7 separate regions of the Mus musculus genome follow, and regions 1, 2, 4, 5, 6 and 7 are each linked to region 3. A link is a contact called in public ChIA-PET, HiChIP or PLAC-seq, Micro-C, capture Hi-C and promoter capture Hi-C data. All regions are on one chromosome and are shown on one strand. Each heading gives the region's core, a stretch centred on a gene start, on an enhancer-like site or on the middle of the called end of the contact. The rest is flanking DNA. Distances are from core to core; before and after follow the strand shown.

Region 1 (3,200 bases), core at 478-2,977, 840 kb after region 3:
CAAATGGAGTCAGGGTAGGGGAATCCCAGAAAGATCTGCTGCGGGAGGGACGCTCTGGTCTGAACTTGCCCAAGGTAAGTGAATCTTTCCGACGAGGACGTAGGGAGTAGAATAACTAGAAGGTCTTATTGTTTTTAGCCTCGGATGGAAGGTTGGCAAGATGGCTCGTCAGATAAAGGGAATTGCTGCCATGTCCTATAAACTGAGTTTGGTTCCCAGGATTGACACGGTGGAAGGAGAGAACTGACTCTCCCAAAATGTCCTTTAACCTCCACATATGGCCCTACCCATAAATCAATAACCTGGTAGTCCCTGAACTCTGGTGTTTTTGTTTTTTGTTTTTTTGAGACAGGGTTTCTCTGTGTAGCCCTGGCTGTCCTGGAACTCACTCTGTAGACCAGGCTGGCTGACTCAGAAATCCACCTGCCTCTGCCTCCCAAGTGCTAGGATTAAAGGCGTGCACCACCACACCCAGCCCCTGAACTCTCTGTTAACCCATGCCCTGGACCCCATGCAGGAAGAGTGGGTCCACACCATCACCCAGATTCTGAGACACTAAGTCAGCTGTCCCCTGTCTTAGTCAGGGTTTCTATTCCTGCACAAACATCATGACCAAGAAGCACATGGGAGGAAAGGGCTTATCCAGCTTACATTTCCACATTGCTGTTCATCACTAAAGGAAGTCAGGACTGGAACTCAAGCAGGTCAGAAAGCAGGAGCTGATGCAGAGGCCATGGAGGGATGTTCCTTGCTGGCTTGCTTCCCCTGGCTCGCTCAGCCTGCTCTCTTATAGAACCAAGACTACCAGCTCAGAGATGGTCCCACCCACAAGGGGACACCCCCCCCCCCTTGATCACTAATTGAGAAAATGCCTTATAGCTGGATCTCATGGAGGCATTTCCTCAACTGAAGCTCCTTTCTCTATGATAACTCCAGTTGTGTCAAGTTGACACAAAACTAGCCAGTACACCCTCTATCTCATTTGTGGCCTTCACACCTCAACTTTTACAGCGCCACACAGCCTAGAGACAGAACTGTAGAAAGGCCAAATCTAAGGGGTAGGGAGACGGCTGGGGTAGTAAAGTGCTTGCTGGGCAAGCATGAGGACTTCATGTAAAAAAGCCAGGCTATGGGAGTATGCTCCTATCATCCCAGCTTTGGGGAGGTGGAGACGGGCACAAGCATGCACACAAACACACCCCAACCTCATTCGCATTCACCCTTACCACAAACACTGACCAACAATGATTCATGGGTCAGACAGTTTTAATTTGTAAATGAAGTCTTATTGGAACAAGGTCACGTCTTCATTTTCTCCTTTCTCTATTCCAACTCCTCTATCCCCTGCACCACATTCTCCTCCCAATTTCCTGTGCTCTTTAAAAAACAAAAAACAAAAATTAAAAACAAAACAAAACAAACAAAAAACCCCAAACTTGTGGTGCACACTCACTGTTGCTGATATGTATGTACCTGGTGACAGGAGCACGGGTAGCCTTTCAGGGACCACATCTGTGAAGAACCCCAACTCTCCTTCCAACTGTCAGTGACTTCTCAGTTAGGGGTAGCACTTCATGAGCCCTTCCCTGTCCTCACTGAGACGTTGGCTGGTTTGAGCTTGTGCAGGCCACTTTGCAGAGAAGTTTGCTGGTCCCTCTACTGTATCTAATTAGCTTGTTCTGGAAGGGAGGGCCAATTCCACCAGGCAGGGATCAGTGGGAGGTGAGGGAACACCCATTATTATTATGCTTGACAGCAGAAGAGATTAGAGTGAGGGAAATGCAGAGGGAATTAACTATGGGCAATCATCCTGAGCGCCAGAGTGCTAAGCCTGCAAACTGGGAGCAGGCATTTTGTTCTCTGAGCACCTTAACTTCCCCACAAGCCTAAGGAGGCTACAACAGCTTAGAGGCTAAAAACACTGGCTGTGCATGCAGAGGACCTGGGCTCAATTACCAGCATGGGCATGGAGGCACACAACTGTCCACAATTCCAGTTCCAGGGTAGCCAATGCCTTCTGACCTCCACAGGCACCAGGCACAAATATGGTCCATTACACGCACACCAAGAAAAAAACACTCACGCACATAAAATTAAGATGAATATTAAACCTTTAATCCCAGCACTTGGGAGGCAGAGGCAGGCGGATTTCTGAGTTCGAAGCCAGCCTGGTCCACAGAGTAAGTTCCAGGACAGCCAGGGTTACACAGAGAAACTGTCTCGAAAAACCAAAAAAAAAAAAAAAAAAAAAGAGAATTAAAAATTTTTAAAGAAGCTTCTAACATAAAAAGAAGAATGCCAAGTATTCATGTAAGTAAATGGGGCTAGCAAGATGGCTCAGTGAGTAAAGAGGATTGCTGCCAAGCCTGGCCACTTAAGTTCGATCCCCAGGCCCAGGCCCAGGCCCAGGCCCAGGCCCCATATGGTGGAAGTTGAGAATTGAGCCATGCAAGTTGTCATCTGACCTCCACACAAGCCTTCCTGCCATACAAAATAAGTAAAAATGCACTAAAATTTTTTAAATGTAAATCAGTAGCTAATTCCTATGGCAGGAAAATTCCAGAACTTTGCAAAGGCCTCCGTTAGCATCCTTTTTACAACTAAAATGGTGTGAGCTTGAATATATTTTAACATATCCGGCGTGTATCAAGGTCAGGGTGCAACCTGGGAGGGGGGTTGATGGGAGGGACATTTTCTTCCCCCCACCTTTGTCTTTAAAGATAGAGTCTTGTCCTTTCCCGTTTTCACATGTGTGAATGGGTGTGTGTGAATGTGTGTTCATGTTTTCCATGCATGTGGATACACATATGTGTATGGGTGTCAGTACAAGGGGTGTGTGTGTCATGTTCAAGCAAGCATTTGGAGGCCTGGGATTGCCATTGGGAATCACACACAATTAGTCTTCCACATTATTCACTGAGGCAGAGGCTCCCAGTAGAAGCAAGGGCTCACCAGTATGGCTAGTCTCCATAGTCAGTTTGCTCTCGGGGTCCCTTATCTCTGCTTCCTGAGGCCAGAATCACAGGTGTATTGCCAACCTTTCATTTATGTGGGTTCCGGGTCTGAAGATGATCAAATTCTGGTCCTTCCCCCTGAGCAACAAACAGTCTAACCATTTTCCAGCCCCTTTAAGGTGGTTACCTGGGGGCTGGAAAGAGTATGAACCGCAGGGACAAACATGAGTATCTGACACACTACGA
Region 2 (2,934 bases), core at 104-2,603, 890 kb after region 3:
GGGAGCCACATTCAAAGCCTGTCTCCTACCTAACTCACCACCTCCGTTAGAGTGGTCAGCTCTAAATCCACTGATACATGGCTCCAGGGGTCGCCTTCCTACACCCGAGAGTGCACAAAGTCAACAGAAACTGAGGAAACTGTAGTCTTGGGTGTGCCTGGTACAAACCACAGCCTGCCTCCTCACCTCACTCCATTCCGGCAGTTGTTGTGGGAGGTTCCTCAAACTGGGCCACAAAGGGAGCCACCAGTGACTCCCCAGGGTTAAGGGCCTACAGCTGGAGGGCTATTGAGCAGAGGGTGGTCCCCATTTGGAAGACCTGGAAAGATCGGCTTTTCAGCAGATGTCAGCCTTAAAATTTTGCTTTGCAGACAGGATTCTCCAAGTCTGTGTCAGGCAAGGCTGAACAAAACCCCAGAGCCAATGCTTTGAAAGGTGAAGAGGTCAAGCTGCAGTGTGGTGGTATGCGTGCATACCTGTTACCCCAGAACTGGGGAGGCACAAGTAGGAATGCTGGGAGTTGGAGGCAAGCCTGGACTGCATGGTGAGACCCAGATTCAAAAGCAAAACAAAACAGAACAAGGCAAAACACGGACACCTGCTGAAAAGGCGCTTAGACTTCCTCCCTCATCCCTGGCCCCCTACTCCTCCGTCCCCACACAGGCTTTGCTTACAAAAGGTTCCTTCAGACTCCATCATAGGTCTCCTCTAGACCAGGTGGCCTCTGAACTCCCTATGTAGCTGAGGATAACCTAAACCTCTAATCCTCCTGCCTCCATCTCCCAAGTGATGCTTGACAGCGTACAACACCCAGCTTTGACTTATGCAGTGCTGGGGATGAAACCCAGGACTTTGCCCATGCTAAGCAAGCACCCTATCAATTGAGCTATCTCCCCAGCACCCTCCAGGGTCATTTTAGGATTCCTGATCTCTGCAGTGCAAACAGCTGCCCCACTCTCTTACTGTTGTGTCCCGGCTATAGGAGTCAATCTCCTGCCTCACAGACTCTCAGACGTGCAGATCCCGAAGTGCCCACCACTCTTCAAGATAGTCACTCACCCATGAGTTCCCGATTCTTGCTCAGGTAGGTAACTGGCTTTGTTAACAGCTCTTGCAGCTCCCATGTCACACAACCAGGGTTTCAAGGGACACATGAGCCAGGCTAACCACAGAGTGGCTCAACTCTGCCCAGTTTCCTCTTTCTAAGCCACCGGCTTTTTATGGTTGTCTTCATCAATATTGAGCAGCAGGCAGCAGGGGTCAGCAAGGAGAGGAGAAAACAAATGGAGGTGGGTTATGAGGATCTGGGAGTCCACCCTCAGCCTGTACCTGCCGTAGGCGTCACGGGGAAGTAAAGTAAAGAATGTAAAGCCTCCCACGAGGGGAGGGGAGGGGAGGCAGCAGCACTGAACCCCCACCCGGCAGCTTCCTGTGGCGCCAACTGCTGAAGAGGAACGGGGTGTGAGGGCCTCACCCTAACACTCGGGCACACAAACAGAGACACATGGGACATGCAAGTCACATGTCTCTAGACAGACACACGCTGGAACACACATGGGGACAGACACATATGTGGGTGTGTGGACCCATGGAAACATGTGGAGCTGAACGCTGGGTTTGTAAATGTCTACCAGCGATCATTCTGCTTGGTATCTGTCTGTTTTCCCGGTGTAAATACTGCCACTACCGCTAACTCCACTTCTTCAACTAACGCACTGTTACCAGAGCTGTTAAGGTTAGAGCTTGAGTCCTGGCAGTCTCCTAACAAACCAGATTCAGCGACTCATTCTAAGAAAGTCAGTCGAGGAAATGGCTCAAAGGGTCAAGTGCTTGCTGTGCAAGCAAGTGGAATTGATTTTAGTTCCCCACCCCCACCTGACTAAATAAAGTCAGGGTGTGGTAAGGCCACCTGTGAGAACTCCAGTACTGAGCTGGCAGATAGGAGAATCCCAGGGAAGGGCAGGCTACCCAGTCTGATCCAGTGTTCCAGGTTCAGTGAGAGACATTGTCTCAAAAATAAGTGCATGTGGTGGTGCACGCCTTCAATCCCACTGGGCAGGCAGAGACAGGCGCACCTCTGAATCTGAGGCCAGCCCAGTCTTCAGAGGAAGTCTAGGCAACCAGGGCAAACAACAGTGAGAAGTAGAAAAAATGTATCTATTCAGGGTTGCTGCACCTGTAAGAGGACCAAACGGCCCCCTGCTCCTCCCACCTCTCCCCTCCAAGTCCATCCTTAGAGACCTGGTATTAGATGTAGGTTTAAATAGAAGGCAAGAGGTATGCGCAGGGCTGGAGAGATGGCTCAGTGGTTAGGAGTGCTTGCTAGTCTTCTAGAGGACCTGAGTTCAGTTCCCAACACCTACACTGGGTGGCTCATAACTGCTTAATTTCTGCTATAGAAGGTCCTGTGCCCCTTCTGACCTCTATAGGCACCCAACACAATTGCATGCACACACACGCACATATCCACACACAGACAAACACACATACCCCAGACAGTTGCACACACAAGCACATATTCATATACAGACAAACGCACATACCCACAGCCACCTGCATATATACATTCATATATATACACACACAAACAAATACACATACAGGTACACGCACACATATGCACACATGTGCACACACACATACACACTTAATAATAGGAATGAATATAGACTATCTTCACTCCTACCAGGATGGGTACACCAGTACCTGAAAAGGTGAGCAGAAGAAGGGTTTAAACTTGGCTCCACACTGGAACTGAGTGAGTGGTCTCTTAGCATGAAACTCTTGTGAGTTCTCAAATGTGGCCCTCTGGGAAACAGTAATGTACAAATAGCAGCATTCACACATGCAGAGATTCCTGGGTGGATACATTGGTCTTTGCACAGACATGAGAAGCTGAGCACAGTTACACACATGCTGTGTAGAATAGTAGTG
Region 3 (2,925 bases), core at 352-2,851:
GCAGGGGCCCAACCTCTGGTCCCAGGCAGAATCAGTGAAATGCATCCCCACCTCTGGGTATCTCCAGTTCCTGGAAGAAACTCCCAGGAAGGAAACGTGGAAGACTTTGTCCAGAAGGGGTAGGGATGGAGGGAATCCTGAATGCCTCTTCAGGAAGATGATCAAGCTGTGAAGGTCAGTCAGGCCAGGTGGCCAGGTAGTGAACAGAATTTTCACCTACAGGAGGCTGCCTTTCCCCTCTTACCATAGTGACCACACAGACAACTATAGTATGTATACTCCAAAGATTACATCACAGAGGATATAAAGAAGACATTCTGCTGAATCAAGAGGGACAGAGGAAGGGTTGGACAGAGAGGGGAGAAAAAAAGCCAGATTCTTTCAGCAAAGACAACTTGGGACAGGGGTATCTGGGATACAACAAGGATGCTAACTGTGGTCATGGTGGACAAGCTGGATGTGTGTCTAGAAAGGAAGAGGAAGCACTTTTGGTACAGGACCGTATGTCAGGAGGCAGGCCCAAAGACAGTAGGCTCAGAAAGGAGGTGCGTTTCTACTCGATGGGACTACACTGGTTACAGGTGTCTGTAGTAGTAGCAGTCACTTGAGCCCTGTAGACAAAGGCTGCCAGGCTGAGAGATGGCTATGTGTTTCCTGAGGGCTAGACAGCAATAGTGAAAAGTAGTTGGTCATTAGAGATATGAGGTGCCCCTGTATGTAGGAGGCAGTGAGCTGGGTCCAGTGACAAGGTCCTTCCAAGCTTAGAAGGAGCCATCTGATATGACCAAAGAAGTCAAATAGAAGCCTCCAATCAAAACGGATGTAGATGAGGACTTAGTGACCTACATGGGCAGATAGGCATGCACGTGTGTGGACTGTCTGCTAGGGGAGGGGACCTCTTGACAGTCACTGACTCGGCAGGAGTGGAACCACTGAATCAGAAGAGATATAACTGTTTGCAGAGTTAAAAGACTTGGTTGTAGTCACAGCGGCGTAGCTTCGAGTCTGAAAGCCTGCAAGGTGCAGGTGACAAGGCTCCGGAAGCCGACCACAGGGTGAGGGACTAAGCTCTCAGGTACCAACGGTGTGAACTTCGGGACCGCGGTACGTGGGCGGAGAGAGTCGCCCTGGAGACTGCCCACCCGACTTCCAGGTCACCGTGACCCTCTCCCTGCAAGCCGACAGCACAGAGAGTGGAGGGGAGGAGAGCTAGCGCCCCGGAAGCGGGGGCAGGATCTGCCCGGTGGGCGGGGCCTCCCAGTGCGCGCCCCGCCCCGCCCGCCCCTCCCCCACGAGGCCGTGCTTACTGGGCCTGGGCCGCTGTGGGCTGATATCCAAGTTGAGGTCGATCCTCCTGCGGGCCTCACGGTTCTCCTGCTTCAGCTTGGCTTCCAGGCGGGACAGCTTCTGCTCCAGGGAGGACGCCGCCATCTTCCCCGCCGCCGCTGCCGCCGCTCACCGCCAGGCCACCCGTCAGTCCGGGGTAGACAAACACCGCACTGCGCCTGCGCTCGGATGACCCCGCCGAGCCGCCGTCCTGCCTAGACCACCCCAGCGCGTGCCCGCCCTGCCTCGCGTGCATAACGCCGCGCGTGCGCACTGGGTTCCAGTAGGAAGCTGATGCCACCTAGAGCCCGAGGCGGGCCTCATGCATTGTCATGGCCTATCGCTGCCTTCCGCAGTGCGCATGCGTGAAGTTTCAGGCGATTAAGCGCTGTTGGAAATCACTTAAAAAAAAAAAAGAAAAAAAGAGAGAAAGCGAAGTCCGGTCAACCGCACGCCTGCGTGCAGAAGCGGGAGACCGGCCAAGCTCGCGCCTTTACTGCACACGCTTACGGCTGTTCCCAGATTATTCTTCACTTCGTGTGCATCTCTAGGGCGCTCTGGTGCCCGCGCCCTCACGGAACAACCTTCCTCGTCTAGGACGGTCTTTCATGAGGACCTGTTATGCTTAATTGCGGCCTGAACTCTCGCTGTTAGCATGGAGCCGCCTCCTCACCGTAATTAGGTGCCCATGGTAATCCCTTTCCATTTCAGCCAGTCCCAGCACAGTGAGAGTAGCCCTGACAAGTGGAGAGGGAATCCAGAGTTGGTGATTCCTGAGCTCGGTGTCAGAATCAAGGTTAAGGCCAGACTTTCTGCCCCATTCCTATCCTTTCGCCCGGAGAATCCGGACTTGAAACCAATGTTATCTGAAGACAGTCCCTGGGGTTAGATGCCTCTGCCCTGCTAGCCCCATCCCCACCCTGCATTAAGTTCTTCCAAGAGTGCTAGGATAAAGTTTGTGTGTAAATTCGGGTCGTTGAATGTGCAGGGACATTCAGCAAGAGACCAAACCCAGGAGGTCAGGCTGCGCACAACTCCGGAAGCAACAGTGAACACTTTGGGATGGGCCTTGGCCTTTAAAGGCTTCTTAGAACTCCTTTGGTAATGACCTATGGGTGGAGCAGAGAGAAGCTTAGAGTTAAAAGGATAAAAGAGGAGAGGAAAATTGGATTGGTTTTGTTTTGTTTTGTTTTGTTTTCGCAACAAGGTTTCACTGTGTAGTTCTAGCTGCCCTGTAACTCTGTAGACCCGGCTGGCCTGGAACTCAAGAAATCCACCTGCCTCTGCCTTCTGGAGTGTTGGGACTGAAGATAGGCATCACCACCATCCAACTGTTTTAGAGGGTGGGGTGAGGTAGATTCTTTAGGAAAAAAAAAAAAAAAAAACCTAGGCAGAAAACTACCCAATTTCTCTTGATTCTACTTCACCTCGTTGAAGTAACTTGGATATCCTTCCTCCCAGGACAGACAGCCTGATTTGATAGACAGGTGTCATCATTTGGCCCCAGTTATAGGCAGCTTAGACAATCATACTGTACAAGGAGGTGGAAATTACCGTTCTCGTTTATTAAGCACCCAGTGGTATATGCTCCCCTGCACA
Region 4 (2,869 bases), core at 62-2,561, 960 kb after region 3:
AGGTTGACCTTAAGTGTCTTTCTCTATTGCTTGCCACTTTACTTTTATTTTTACCTTTTTTTTTACAGATATTGTCAAACCCATTGCACAGACCAGCAGCCACAGTCCGGGTCTGAGTGAACATGTGAAGCAAAGGATAGAGGACTCTGTACTGCACATATTCCTAAGGCACCGACAGGGTTAGCGCCTCATGATGTGGTTGAGCAGGGCTGCTAGTGAATGGCTTTCTTAGACATACAGCCACCTACTGGTATGTGTGTTGAAAATGGAGTTATGTCTGCTCTGATCCTATATGAAGTTTCTAACGTGTTTCTAGAAGCCTTGTTATGTTCTTCTAGAGTCATTTCCTTATTGATTTCTGCTGGAATTCAGTGCTGGGTGGAGGGGGCGCAGGCCAGGGAATACAGGCTGCCTGCATTGTGGACACGTGGCTGTGGCCTGGAAGCTGGTGCCTCCAAGCTGCTGGGCGGGAGCTCACTGGGGAGGGAACTTGTTGGGCGCCTACTAGCTCCTCGAGAGAGCCAGGGTTGGGAGAATCTCGTAAGACATTGGTAGCATAGGCTGTAAAGAAAAACAGAATCAAAGGTAAAGAATTAAAGTGAATTCCCCACGGGAGTCAAAAAAATAGTAAAAAGGAGTAAAGAAAGACAAAATGTGCTTGGTTGAATCTGGCATCTAGGGGCATATTGGGGTGTTTATGTCCTGGGGTATCTGGCGGCATTTCCAGACTTTAAAATTGTTATTTCGGGGTAATTTGGGGTGTCTAGATCTGGCGGAGATCTAGAGTGTGCTCCAGACCTTTAAATTGGAACCTCGGTGTTACTTGTGTTTGCTGCAGTCAGGAGGGGACCTGGGGGCGTCCCTAGGCTTTTAAACTGGAACCTCAGGCCTGTTTAGTGGTTTTCGAGTCAGGCGGGGATCTGGGGACCCCTAGGTTTTAAAATCGGAACTTTGGGACTCTTTGGGGGCGTTCGTGTCAGGTGCGGATATGGGCAGCTCCGGACGTTTGACAGGTGAGTCTTAGAGTTGTTTGGGTGTTTATGTTACACTGGTATCTGAGAACGCTTACAAGCTTTTAAATCGTAATCTTTCTAAGCCAGCAGTTCGGGGTGTTGGGATTGGAAGAATCTGAAGTGAGCCTCGGGTCTCTGAAGTTGCGGGTTTTACGGGGCAAGGGGGCAAAGGGGCCGAGGAGGCGAGGAGGCGAGGAGGCGTGGCGTTGCCAGCTCTGGCCACGCCTCCCCGAGCTCTGCTGGCTTTCTCCCCCTCCCCCCCCAGCGGGCCTCACTGGAGCGCACAGTCCCTTCCCTGTCTTAATCCGCGCCACCTTTTCCCTTGGCCCGCGCGGGCCCAGCTGACGGGCTGCGTTGTTTACGGGCTGGAGTCGAGCCCTAGCTCCCGCCGCCACCACCAGCCCAGGTGCCCTCCAGTGCGCGCGTCCCTCTGTCTCAGACTCCACACAACGCGACCCACCCAGAGCTGCACGGAGGGCAGAAGCAGGAGACCCGGACAGGAGACGCACCGCGGTGAGCTCTGGACTCTGGGATTGCGGGCACGGGACCGGGCCTGGGTGACCTGCGGGCCGCGCCACGGTGTTGCTTGCGGCCGAGGCCTCTGTGCTCTTCCCGGGACTGTCCCCAGGGCCCTCTAGGCTGGAGAGCTGCGGCCTGTGAGCCACGGGCGTGGAAGAGAAGGACGTGCGGCCCCGAGCGCCTCTCCAGAGACCTTCTCACGGAGTATGTCCCCAGTAGGCCGGCGTGGCGTGCTCTGATCGCCGGGGTCCCAGCACTCCTACTGCTATGGGCTTCGGGAGAGGATGTGAGACGACGGCTGTGCCATTGCTGGTGGCCGTGGCCGCGTTGCTGGTGGGCACAGCCGGCCACCTGTACCCTGGAGAGGGTAAGTCTGGGACAAGAGGCGATCACAGTATGTCGGGGACACTTCTCCCACCGCCCCAGCCAATCTAGAACCCTCACCCTAAGGAGTGAGGGTCGGGGACACCCCTCTCCACCGCCACAGCCAACCTAGAGAATTCTCCCTTTGGGCTGAGTAATGGGGACAACCCTTCCCATTGCTCCATACAACTTAGAGCCCCCCAGGCCCCACCAAGGAGTCAGGGTTACAGACACCCATTTCACCACTCCAGCAATATAGTCCTTTCACGAGAGTTGTGGACATTTCTCGTTCTTCTTCCATCAACCTAGAGCCCCCTCTCCACGGACTGAAGGTTGAAGACTCCCGTAGCGTCCTTGTGTCTATGAAGAGTCCCCTCCCTATAGTGATCATCTTTACACTGGGGAAGGGGAAGAGTGGGTTTGGTGGCCCTGGCCCTGCGTGAAACCCCGGCTGACCTTGGCCTTTGCTCACTGGGCTTGTGGCTCTGTACCCCGCGTGTGTCCATCTCGGGTCTGAGGAACCTTGCCCCAGTGCCCGCCCAGGCTTCGGGTGTCTGTCCCCAGTGCACCTCTCAACTGTGTCTGTTCTTTTCTCTAACCCCAAATCTGTCCTCTGAGGCTCTTTGAGGTTGCTTTAAGTAAGTATGGTTACTGGGTTGCAACAGATTCAGACATCTGAGCAGTTTAAACCCAAAGCCAGGGGTATCCTCTTCGACGGAGGACACTTGTTGGAGAATCGACCCCTTGTGGCTGCTATGTTTATAATTCTCTACTTCCAGATGTCTAGAGGCAAAGTCTGCATACCTTTGGCCCCACAGCAATCATAGTAACAGTAGGGGTAGTTTTCAGGATGGTTATAATTAGAATGATTATGAGTCTCCAGGCTGGTTAGCGCTAGAACCTCCCAGTGTTCCCTGGAGGCCAACATAGTTACATACCCATTTCAGAGAGGGCTAAAATGAGGTTCAGTTAGC
Region 5 (3,248 bases), core at 225-2,724, 750 kb after region 3:
AAACCAGAGGACAGGGAGTGGAAACCTGAGCTAGCAGTGGTGGCACACATCTGTTATCCCAGCATCTTTTGAGGATGAGGCTGGCAGATCTGATCAGCCTGGGCTACAAAATAATAACGTTTTTCAAAACTAAGGAGGGGTGCATACATGGCCCCCTTCTGGGGAAAGGGGCAGAAGGATCACTAAGAACTCCACAGCCAGAGGGTGGAGAGAGCAGTTAATATAGCAATTTTCCAATTGGCTTATAAGATTGTGGATTTTAACCCCTTGGTGAAGAGCCGGTGATAACTATAGCTTGGGGGGGGGCCTCTGGGGGGTTACAGAGAGAACTGGGGGGTGGGGCACAGAGGGCTGAGGAGGAATGTCTTCAAGGGAAGGGAGTTCCTGAACCACACACTCCTTGATTAGGGTATGAAGACTGTTTTAGGGAAAGAGGCAGATGTGGAGAAAGAGTAACACCTCTCTACCTTGGGGCTAAGTGAACTCTTTGTTGGGCTGGGCTCCAGGGGACTAGGGAGACCTACCTGACCCCAACCTCACAGTCAGGAGATAGTACACAGAGGGGCGCTGAGTTTCCCCCAACAGTTTCTCTACCTAGGCCCAACTGCTGGAGATTAGTGGGCAGTACCCCGGGGTCTCCGCCCAGATTTCTGGAGACAAGGTATTTTTAGATTGCCTTCGAAGGAAGCAGCCTCATGAACTCCCATCTTGAATGGAAACTCACATCTGTCTCGTAGATGTGCAGAGGGCAGGTGCACCCCGATCATCTCTTGGGAAAATGAGCTTCCAGAGCTCTACATCCTAAGACTGAATGTGGAAGATAACAATAACTGGGATTTTTCTTGGGATTCTTGAGGTAACACGACACCTCCCTTCTGAACACACACACACTATGGAGTATAAAGTCCCACATAGGAAGAACAATGCCCCAAGCTTCTCTTGGTTTCCAGAAAAAAAGAACCCCCTTCTGAAACAAGGAGGTGTTCTGTTCTGTGGGTTCCGAGCTAGCGGGCGCCTCCACCCATCCGGATCTCAGATTCACTGTAGATTAGGGGGTGGTCCCGCCGTTGGCCGGATAAACGTACTAGGCCTGAGCTCCTCCGGACCCCCTTCCCACCGCGTCCGCCACCTTGACCCCCCAAGTAGAGCGCTGGCACCATGTACTCTGCAAGGGGTGCGTAGAGATAGCCTGGGGCCGCGCCCCGCACCCTGCTCTTAGTGTTGAGGGGTCTCCTCCCAACCACCTCCCCCTTTTGTCCAGCCTTCCCCAATCCAGCCCGATCCGCTTTCGGGGTCACTCACCCGATGCCCCTCGCCCCTGCCCGGCCTGGCTGCACTCGCGCTGGCCAGCCGGTGTCTCCCCGCCCCAGGCTTGCAGGAAACCCCACCGATCGCCAGACCCGCTGGCGGCCCCCTCGGCCCAGCGGCCCCGCCAGGCACTCCCGGGGAGCGAGAGGGGCCGGCCGAGGGCCGCTGCGGGAGCTGCTGGGACTTGTAGTTCGCTCGAGCCCTCCGCGGCCGGCGCCATCGCTGCCCCCGCGCCGCCCCACCCCACCCCCCCGCCCCCGGGCCAAGCCTTTGTCCCGACCAGGGCCACCCGAGCTGGCGCGCGTCCAGTCTTTGTTTGCGCCCTACCAACCCGCGCCACCCTAACCCTCCATGCACCCATGTGACTTTTCGGGCCCCTTCTCCGACCCCCGATCTTGACTCTCCATCTGTATCTCTGTCTCCATCTGTCCATCTTTCTTCCATTCTGTCCCCTCCTCTCCATCTCTTTCATTATCTTCTTTAAAAAATGGATTCAGTGCCTATGCATGCCGTGTTGCGCATGGGGAAATCAGTAGATAAGTTCCAGGAGTCCGTTCTCTCCTTATTCCATCCCAGGGATAGAACCAGGGTCTGCAGGCTTGGCCGTGCACTTTTACATGCTGAACTATCTCTCCAGTCCTCCTTTTTTCCCCATTCTCCTTCTCTACCGTAATTTATTTTTTCCTCTTTTAATTTCTTTGCCTCTGGCCCAGTCATTTTCTCTGCCTCTGCCTTTTGTCTCTGCCTACCTTTGTCTTGCCTTCTTTTTCATTTCTCTATCTTGTTTCAAACACCAGCTATCATGATACTCAAATTATATAAGCAAGAGGCCGGGGGAGGGTGTGCTTTGAGAAGGCCTGCAATTTAAATATGCACTTGTCTTTTCTTCATCTAGTATTATCTCAGAAAGTTTAGGGCTGTCAAAATGGCTCAGTGGGTGATGGTTTGTGGTAAGACAGGTGGTTAGAGAGGTGACCCAGTCGGTAAACTGCTTGTTGCAGAAGCTGAAGACCTGGCTTGAGATCTCTGTCACCTATGTGGAAGGACAGATTCAGTGGTGGGTATCTAGAATCCTAGCTTTGAGGTGGCTGAGGCAAGAAGACCCAAGGGCTCACTGGCCAGCCAGTCTAGCTGAATCAGTGAGCTCCCAGGGTCATTGTGAGACTGTGTCTCAAAAAGTAAGGTTGGAGGGACAACCAAGTGGCTTAGTGGGTAAAGGTGCTTGGTGAAAGGCCAAGGACCCGAGTCTGATTCCTTAGGACCAACATGGGTGGAAAGATCAAACTATTTTCTAACCTCCACATGGAAGATATACACACACCACTACATAAATAAATGCAATTTTAAAAAATTAAAATAAGGTGGGACCCATTGAGGAAGACACCTGAAGTCAATCTCTCTAGTCCACATATATGTGTAAGTACAAGTTCTCCCCCTCCCCTGTCTCTATCACACAAGTGCACACACACAGAGTTTTTGTTGATAGTAGAATCTTTCACTAATTTTAGGTAACCTTTTGCCCTCTGATCCTTCCATTTTCTCAGCTTCCTATTCAAATGACAGGTGACACCAGAGGCAGTCCAGGAGGCTGGACCAAGAGCTGATTTCTGGAAGACGTTAGCCAGGACCAAGGAAGGCTCTAGACCACACTTTAAAGCCCCAGCTCCCTCCACCGCAGGGGGAATGAAAACAAGCCCAGGGGGATCTGGCAGCTGGACTCTGGATGTTGCTGCCTGAGTATAAACAGTGGTCACAAAGAGAAATTAATGGTACAGCAAGGCTACCCTCTGACCAAAGCTGAATTAAGATAGACACAAGAATAGGTTGCAGCTAGAACAATGACCACACATCTCCTCTTGTCCCCATAACACACATGACTGCCCGTTTGCCAGCCATAACCCACACTACTTTCAACCCACCCACATCGCTGAGATAAAAGT
Region 6 (2,790 bases), core at 98-2,597, 770 kb after region 3:
AATAAATAAATCTTTTTAAAAAAAAATACTGTTCTGGGGTCTGTGAATGTGGCTCAGTATAGAACATTAGCTTACCATGCAGAGAGCTCTGGGTTCCATCCCAGCACCACACAAACCAGACTTGGTGGCACACACCTGTCATGCCAGCACTTCTGAGGTTGAGGCAGGAGGACCAGGAGGAGTCCAAGGCCAGTCTTGGCTACAAATTAATTCAGTTGGAGCCCAGCTTGGACTACATAAGATCTTGTTTCAAAACAAATACTCAAAATACTTGTGTCTTCACTCCTCCAAACACAACAAAAAAACAAAACAAAACAAAGCAAAACAAAACAAAACACAGCTGGTTAAGGTGAATTCTCTGGGTGCCCTGCTCAGGTAGATATGGATCAAACACCTTTAGCGATCAACTTTTGTCCTTCCTGGAAGGAAGAGTGGAAGAGAACTTTGACTATTTTGTAGTTGTTTTTACACACACGCGCATGTGCACCACACCATAACTGTGGAGGTTAGAGGACAGCTAGCACCAGAGTGGGTTCTTACTTTCAACTATGCCAGTCCCAAGGATGGAACTCATGTCTTCAGGCTTGACCTACATGCGCCTCTACCAACTGTGCCATCCTGCTGGCCCAGAGCTCCCTATGTAGATCTGGCTAGCCTGGAACTCACGGAGAACCTCTGCCCCCTGAATGCTGGGATTAAAGGTACTTGTTCCCTGCCGAGCTCATTTTTCTTCTAAAGGTGCCTTTTAGCCAGGTAACTAATGATATCTAATATAACATATCTAATGATGTCTTGGAGCCTTGTGCCACATGCCTATCATCCAGCATTTGGGAGACTAAATAAGGAGTGTAAGGCCAGTTTGAGCACATGGTGAGTTCAAAGATAGCGTGAACTAAATGAAATCCTCAAAAAAAAAAAAAAAAAAAAAGAAAGAAATCTAATCACCCCTCAAAGAAAGTGAAAATCAAGATGCCTTGTGAGAGTACACCAGTCACAGATGCTCAGAACAGACAAACTGATAAAGCAGGTACATGAAGCCCACAAGTGAAGCTTTTGATTGTCCCCACTCCCCGCTCCCCCCCCCCCCCGCCCGTAGGCAATGAATTAATTTTTGAAACATTTTGCTTGCGGAGTTGCCTAAGCAGCGGTGGAGCGAATTTCAACAGGCTTAGAAGGTCATTCTGGGTGTCCGTGGGCAGGGAGGACAGACGTGGCAGTAATACATTTGCAAACTGGGTTCGGGCTAGCACGCCTACAAGGTAGCAGTACTCGGACAAAGGGCAGGCAGTTGCGCCTGCGCGGACCTTCGGACCTTTCCAAAGGAGTTTGACCCCGCCCTGGGTGACGTCACGACCGAGTTGCCATGGCTCTGCTGAACCGTCTGGCTTCCGCGCTGGAGTCCCACCGGGTCCGGGACCGCCTGGTGAGAGGAAGTCTGGGGCCTTGGCGGGACCGGAGTGACCTGGAGTTTGGTCAGGTCTCAGAGATGAGGAAAACAGGCCAGAGAGGGGGTCCTAAAGGGACCGGTGTCTTACATGACAGCAGGCTGTCGGCAGGCTGGTGTCTTACCTGAGAACTTCCTACCTCAGCCTCCCGAATTGCTGGGATTACAGGTGTGTGCCATCACACACAGCTTGAAACTAATCATTTCTGATAAGCAAGTGAAATAATAAAAGATCTGGGACTGTAGCCCACTGCATTCCTAGCATAGACGAAACCTTTAGGTCCTTCCTCAGCACCGCACAAACCAGATATATTGGCACAAGCCAGTGATCTCGGCACTTCTAATGGAAAGATCAGGAGTTCAAGGCCAGCCTGGGCTACAGGATACCCTGTCTCAAAACAAAAGAAACAAAGATACAAGGGCGGTGAGCCTGCTAAATTTCCGTGTTCTAAGTGTCTTACTGAATGGCCCCTCTCTAAAGTCTTCCAAGCAAATGGCTATTTTGCCACCTAGACTGCTTTTTCAGTCCTGCTAAAGGCAGAGCTAGGCGGAAGAGCCTTATGCCCCTGCCTGTGGGCAAAGGAGAGCCCAGGAGGTGGGAAATAGTTTTGTTTTCTGTCATTTCAACCATTGGTGAGCAAGCTAGCACTCTAATGGGACTCCCCATGGCAACTCTTCCCCCCCTCCCCTTCCCCTCTCCTCTCTTCCCCTCTTCTTTCTTTGTTGAAACAGGACCTTGTTATGAAGTTCTGGTTGCCTATAACTTACCTTGTAGTCCAGGCTGACCCTGAACTTTCTTGTCCTTATGCCTCAGCTCCCCAAATACTGGCTGGGATGACAGGTGTGCCTCACCACACCCGGCTATGTGGCACTTTTTGGATTTTGATGTCAAGCTCTCCTCTTAACTTCTGCCTTGCCTGGGATGTTGGCTCAATTGGTAGAGTGCTTGTGCATTGTGCACGATTTGGTCTCAGTCTCAAGTACACCAGATGCTTGTACACCTCTCATTCCAGAGTTTGGGAGGTGGAAACAGGAGGATCAGGAATTCTAATCATGACCACGGTGTCTGGTTAGCCTGGGCTACGGAGACCCCGTCTCAAATTAACAAATTAGAATAATGTTACATCTTTTAAAAAAGGAAGAGAGAACGAAAGAAGCTTTCAGTTTTAGCCAGATTAAGTGCCCCATGCTTGTTATTACAGCCTTGCGGATGCTGAGGCAGGGGCATGGCAGTGACTTGCTGGGCTATGCAGTGAGTGAGGTGAACGTGAGACCCAGCCTCAGCAACCAAAAGAAAGAAACAAAAGATAAAAACCTTTCAGATTGGGTTGGCAGTTTGATGACTC
Region 7 (3,268 bases), core at 236-2,735, 980 kb after region 3:
GAGATAGCTCATCTTGTAAACTGTTTGCCTTTGCTGTGGAAGCATGGGGACAGAGGAGGAAGAGGAAGGAGAGGAGAAGAAAGAGAAGGAGGAGGAGGAGGAGGAGGGAAGGAGGAGAAGGAGGAGGAGGGAGAGGAGAAGAAGGAGGAGGAGGGAGAGGAGAAGGAGGAGGAGGGAGAGGAGGAGAAGGAGGAGGAGGGAGAGGAGGAGGAAGAGGAGGAGGGAGAGGAGGAGAAGGAGGAGGAGGGAGAGGAGGAGGAGGATGACAAGAAAAAGAAGCTGAGGAAGATGGCTCCGTCAATAAAGGATTGCCCTTGCAAGCATGGGGAACCTAACCATCCAACAGCTCATGCTTGTAATCCTAGCTGGAGCAGTAGAGAAAGAGGGGATCCCTGGGGCCCACTGACCTGGCGGTTAGCCTACTCAGTGGGCTCCAAGCCAGAGAGAAACTTTCTCAAAAAGGTAGTAAGAGGCATCTGAGGAAGAATGACACTGTCGTCCTGTGCTGGAGGTGTGGATGGGAGTTGCAAGGGCACAAGATGGGCTCGCCCATATATGTGTGTTCCATATTTGGGGTGTGGTAAACATCGACACAGGTATACCTGTATACTATTCAAAGCCTGGGCTCTTATCTTGAATTCCTCTTTTTTTTTTATTGCTCCTGACAGGTCATGTGACATTGGGGACAAGGAGTTTTATAATTGTTTGAAAGAGTAACTGTTTAGCATGGTGTTTGCTTCCTGGGAAGGAGAGGGTATGTTTCATCTTACAGGTTATAGTATGTTGTGAAGGGAAGTCAGAGCGGGAACTTCAAGGCTGAAGCAGAGACGATGGAGGAACTCTTCTCACAGGCTTGCTTCTCCTGGCTTGCTTAGCTTGCTTTCTAAGACAATCCAGGACCACCTGCCTGGGGTGGCAACACCCACAGTGGGCTGGGCACTTCCACATCAATCATCAGTCAAGAAAATATCCCACAGACTTGGCCTACAGGCGAGTCAGATGAAGGTAGTTTCTAAATCGAGGTTCCCTCTTGCCAGATCACTCAAGTTTGTGTCAAGTTGACAAAACTAATCAGCATACATGGCTTATGGGACAGAGGTTTTTAGGAATATTGAGGACTGTGATTATGGAGTGTGCAGGACTATGGGAAGCCCTGGTGCATTGTGTTGGAATTGGCAGGCACACCATGCTTAGGAGATCAGCACTTCCGTTGTGTTTGGGCAAAGCGATGGAGACTGGATTTCCTGGGAAGCGCTTACCACACCCAGGTAAAAGGGAATTAGACTTTAATTGGTAGCCCGGAGGACAGGCCAAGGAAGTGGAGTCAGCCAGGGAGGTGGGTAAACACAAAACCAATACATTCATTCTGATGTGACTTTTTTTTCCCCTGTCAGTCACTTCCTGAAGAACTTCCGTGCTGAGGCTCAGGGGCACTGAGCTGGGGTCTGCTGCTCTTTCCTCTGCACTTGACATCTTACTCAACCCTCAGTAATCCCGCTGAGCCGATTGCCTCATAGATAGGGTGACGATTATGTTCAGGCTTTGAATCAGGCCTGCCAAAGGAATTATGTTATTTGCTTTTTGAAAGGAATTATTTAGGCATGGTTGCTTTACAGGGAGAGCCATTCATCGGGGCTGGCTTAAGAGTTTGAAATGCAGAGCCCACAATGGGTGACCACAAAGCTGGCACTGTCCCTAATTGTAGCTTTCCCCATCTTGGATTGGGCAGAGGGCTGTCTGCATAGTAGGCAGGGGCCTCTACCTCTGAACCATTGCCCCATCTCCTCCCTCACTGGGGAATTCTATGAAGGGCTATGTACCCTCACTGGGAGATCTAGGCAGGGGTTCTACAGCTGAACAGTGTCCTCCTGTGACACAGGTTATCTTTAAACTCATAATCCTCCTGCCTCAGCCTCTTTATCAATGGAGTTTAAGTGGTCACCATGCCTAGCACATCATATATCATTATCTGTCATCCACAGTTAGGGCAATGGCTGGTATCATAAAGACAAGAAGTAACAAATACTAGTGAGAATATTAAGGAAGGGGAGCGTTTACATACTGTTAACAACCAGGAAGATTGAAAAGGAGTCCTAGTTCTTTTTCTTCCTCAAGTCTTTTGGTTGACTTATAGACGAATGGGTTTCACGCGATGTCATCTTATGTGCATCGATCGTACCTTGTTTATCACCTCTGCTGCATTTTCTGCACTCAGCTCTCTGCTCACCCATTAGTATCTTTCTTTACTCAACTGGTCTCTCTTCTGTTCCTGCCGTGCACATATACAGTGCATATATATCTAATTATTTCATTCTTTCTGGCTACTACCCCATTGTTTCTATATCCCACATTTTTGATCTTATCTCTTATTATTATTACTTTCTTGAGACAGGGTCTCAAATAGCCTAGGCAGGCATAGTCTAGCTCCCACCCATTGACCGCTTATTTCATAACTTGGTTATTGTGAAGATGCCTCTATATGATATGTGCCACATTTTCTTCATCTGTTTTTCTGTTGGCAGACATTTCCTCAGCTGTGGTGAACAGAGCAACAGTGAGAGTAGATGTGCAGTGGAGTGTCTGTGATATGCTGACCTAGAGTGCTCTGGGACATACACCCCTGGTTTTTTTTTTTTTTTTTTGTGTGTGTGTGAGAAGCCAAGACCAATTTCAAGGGTTAGTTGTTCCTCAGGTGCCCTCCATCTTGTCTCTTGAGACAGGGTCTCTTACTGGCCTGGAGTTCACTAATAGAAGTAGCCCAGTGAGCCCTGGGGATCCATCTATCTCTAAATGCCCCCTGCCCTCACAGACATATTATGTTACACAAGCTTATTACATGGGTCCTGGGCATAGATGCTAGGCCCTCATCCCTGTACAACACTTTGTTGTCTCCCCAGTTCTAGGTTCTAGTTCCGTTAGCCGTTCTAGAGTCCCTGGCTCACCTACTTTGCTTTGCCTTTATTATCTGCCTTCTAGTGTGCCCTGGTATGGACATCCGGAACAACCTGACCAGGCTACATGAGCTGGAGAACTGCTCAGTCATTGAGGGCCATCTGCAGATCCTCCTGATGTTCAAGACCAGACCCGAAGATTTCCGAGACCTCAGTTTCCCCAAACTCATCATGATCACAGATTACCTGCTTCTCTTCCGTGTCTATGGTCTGGAAAGTCTGAAAGACCTCTTCCCAAATCTCACAGTCATCCGAGGCTCCCGTCTCTTCTTCAACTATGCCCTGGTTATCTTCGAGATGGTCCACCTGAAGGAGCT

What was found. Promoter capture Hi-C pulls out the DNA fragments that hold promoters and counts their contacts. A called contact is a pair of places that touch in the nucleus more often than the background predicts. ChIA-PET counts read pairs in DNA pulled down with a chosen protein or histone mark. HiChIP or PLAC-seq counts read pairs in DNA pulled down with a chosen protein or histone mark. Capture Hi-C pulls out chosen DNA fragments and counts their contacts.
Region 1: a contact with region 3 is called in a Micro-C map of embryonic stem cells, with 2.2 times the contacts expected there. The contact joins the enhancer-like site here to the promoter of Map2k7 in region 3. A contact is called at or near these places in 3 of 39 promoter capture datasets (cranial neural crest, embryonic stem cells and pre-B cells), 2 of 484 Hi-C or Micro-C datasets (both in embryonic stem cells), 2 of 115 datasets of contacts at active chromatin or transcription factors (bone marrow-derived macrophages and embryonic stem cells) and 1 of 9 other capture datasets (liver).
Region 2: an RNA polymerase II ChIA-PET map of memory CD8 T cells shows a contact between it and region 3, with 16 read pairs. The contact joins the promoter of Arhgef18 here to the promoter of Map2k7 in region 3. A contact is called at or near these places in 2 of 39 promoter capture datasets (pre-B cells and stem cell-derived epiblast-like cells) and 2 of 115 datasets of contacts at active chromatin or transcription factors (bone marrow-derived macrophages and memory CD8 T cells).
Region 4: a contact with region 3 is called in a capture Hi-C map of macrophages, with 4 times the contacts expected there. The contact joins the promoter of Insr here to the promoter of Map2k7 in region 3. A contact is called at or near these places in 4 of 39 promoter capture datasets (cranial neural crest, hippocampal neurons, pre-B cells and 1 more), 1 of 484 Hi-C or Micro-C datasets (embryonic stem cells) and 1 of 9 other capture datasets (macrophages).
Region 5: an H3K4me3 HiChIP or PLAC-seq map of stem cell-derived neural progenitor cells shows a contact between it and region 3, with 29 read pairs. The contact joins the promoter of Zfp358 here to the promoter of Map2k7 in region 3. A contact is called at or near these places in 8 of 39 promoter capture datasets (the C10 cell line, cranial neural crest, embryonic stem cells and 4 more), 1 of 484 Hi-C or Micro-C datasets (epidermal suprabasal cells), 9 of 115 datasets of contacts at active chromatin or transcription factors (bone marrow-derived macrophages, embryonic forebrain, embryonic midbrain and 5 more) and 4 of 9 other capture datasets (adipose tissue, embryonic stem cells, liver and 1 more).
Region 6: a promoter capture Hi-C map of pre-B cells shows a contact between it and region 3, with 4 times the contacts expected there. The contact joins the promoter of Pex11g here to the promoter of Map2k7 in region 3. A contact is called at or near these places in 24 of 39 promoter capture datasets (the 3T3-L1 cell line, 3T3-L1-derived adipocytes, the C10 cell line and 14 more), 1 of 484 Hi-C or Micro-C datasets (embryonic stem cells), 4 of 115 datasets of contacts at active chromatin or transcription factors (bone marrow-derived macrophages, extraembryonic endoderm stem cells, memory CD8 T cells and 1 more) and 3 of 9 other capture datasets (adipose tissue, embryonic stem cells and macrophages).
Region 7: a contact with region 3 is called in a promoter capture Hi-C map of the HPC-7 cell line. The contact joins the enhancer-like site here to the promoter of Map2k7 in region 3.

Annotation. Positions count from the first base shown.
Region 1 is chr8:3,399,283-3,402,482 of GRCm38.p6, reverse strand. The region is part of intron 10 of Arhgef18 (rho/rac guanine nucleotide exchange factor (GEF) 18); the gene reads right to left. Among named protein-coding and RNA genes, the nearest start is that of Gm46029, 26 kb to the left of the region's middle. Within about 2 kb of position 1,727, at least 10 of the 459 cell types and tissues checked have an H3K27ac peak or open chromatin away from gene starts, as enhancers often do. A contact at or near this core is called in embryonic stem cells, where this site is marked.
Region 2 is chr8:3,351,856-3,354,789 of GRCm38.p6, reverse strand. Arhgef18 (rho/rac guanine nucleotide exchange factor (GEF) 18) reads right to left here and starts at 1,353. Exons shown (of 29, transcript NM_001370668.1): 1 at 1,060-1,353. The coding sequence starts at 1,063. Gm30369 (a long non-coding RNA gene) reads left to right here. Exons shown (of 5, transcript XR_870091.2): 3 at 983-1,084.
Region 3 is chr8:4,237,416-4,240,340 of GRCm38.p6, reverse strand. Map2k7 (mitogen-activated protein kinase kinase 7) reads right to left here and starts at 1,601. Exons shown (of 12, transcript NM_001164172.1): 1 at 1,308-1,601. The coding sequence starts at 1,431. It overlaps Lrrc8e (leucine rich repeat containing 8 family, member E), which reads right to left. Exons shown (of 3, transcript NM_028175.2): 3 at 2,871-2,925.
Region 4 is chr8:3,278,059-3,280,927 of GRCm38.p6, reverse strand. Insr (insulin receptor) reads left to right here and starts at 1,311. Exons shown (of 21, transcript NM_010568.3): 1 at 1,311-1,899. The coding sequence starts at 1,800.
Region 5 is chr8:3,491,364-3,494,611 of GRCm38.p6, reverse strand. Zfp358 (zinc finger protein 358) reads right to left here and starts at 1,474. Exons shown (of 2, transcript NM_080461.2): 1 at 1,303-1,474.
Region 6 is chr8:3,466,205-3,468,994 of GRCm38.p6, reverse strand. Pex11g (peroxisomal biogenesis factor 11 gamma) reads left to right here and starts at 1,347. Exons shown (of 5, transcript NM_026951.3): 1 at 1,347-1,423. The coding sequence starts at 1,364. It also overlaps a transcript of Tex45 not described here.
Region 7 is chr8:3,258,643-3,261,910 of GRCm38.p6, reverse strand. It overlaps Insr (insulin receptor), which reads left to right. Exons shown (of 21, transcript NM_010568.3): 2 at 2,977-3,268. Among named protein-coding and RNA genes, the nearest start is that of Insr, 19 kb to the left of the region's middle. Within about 2 kb of position 1,485, at least 58 of the 459 cell types and tissues checked have an H3K27ac peak or open chromatin away from gene starts, as enhancers often do. A contact at or near this core is called in the HPC-7 cell line, where this site is marked.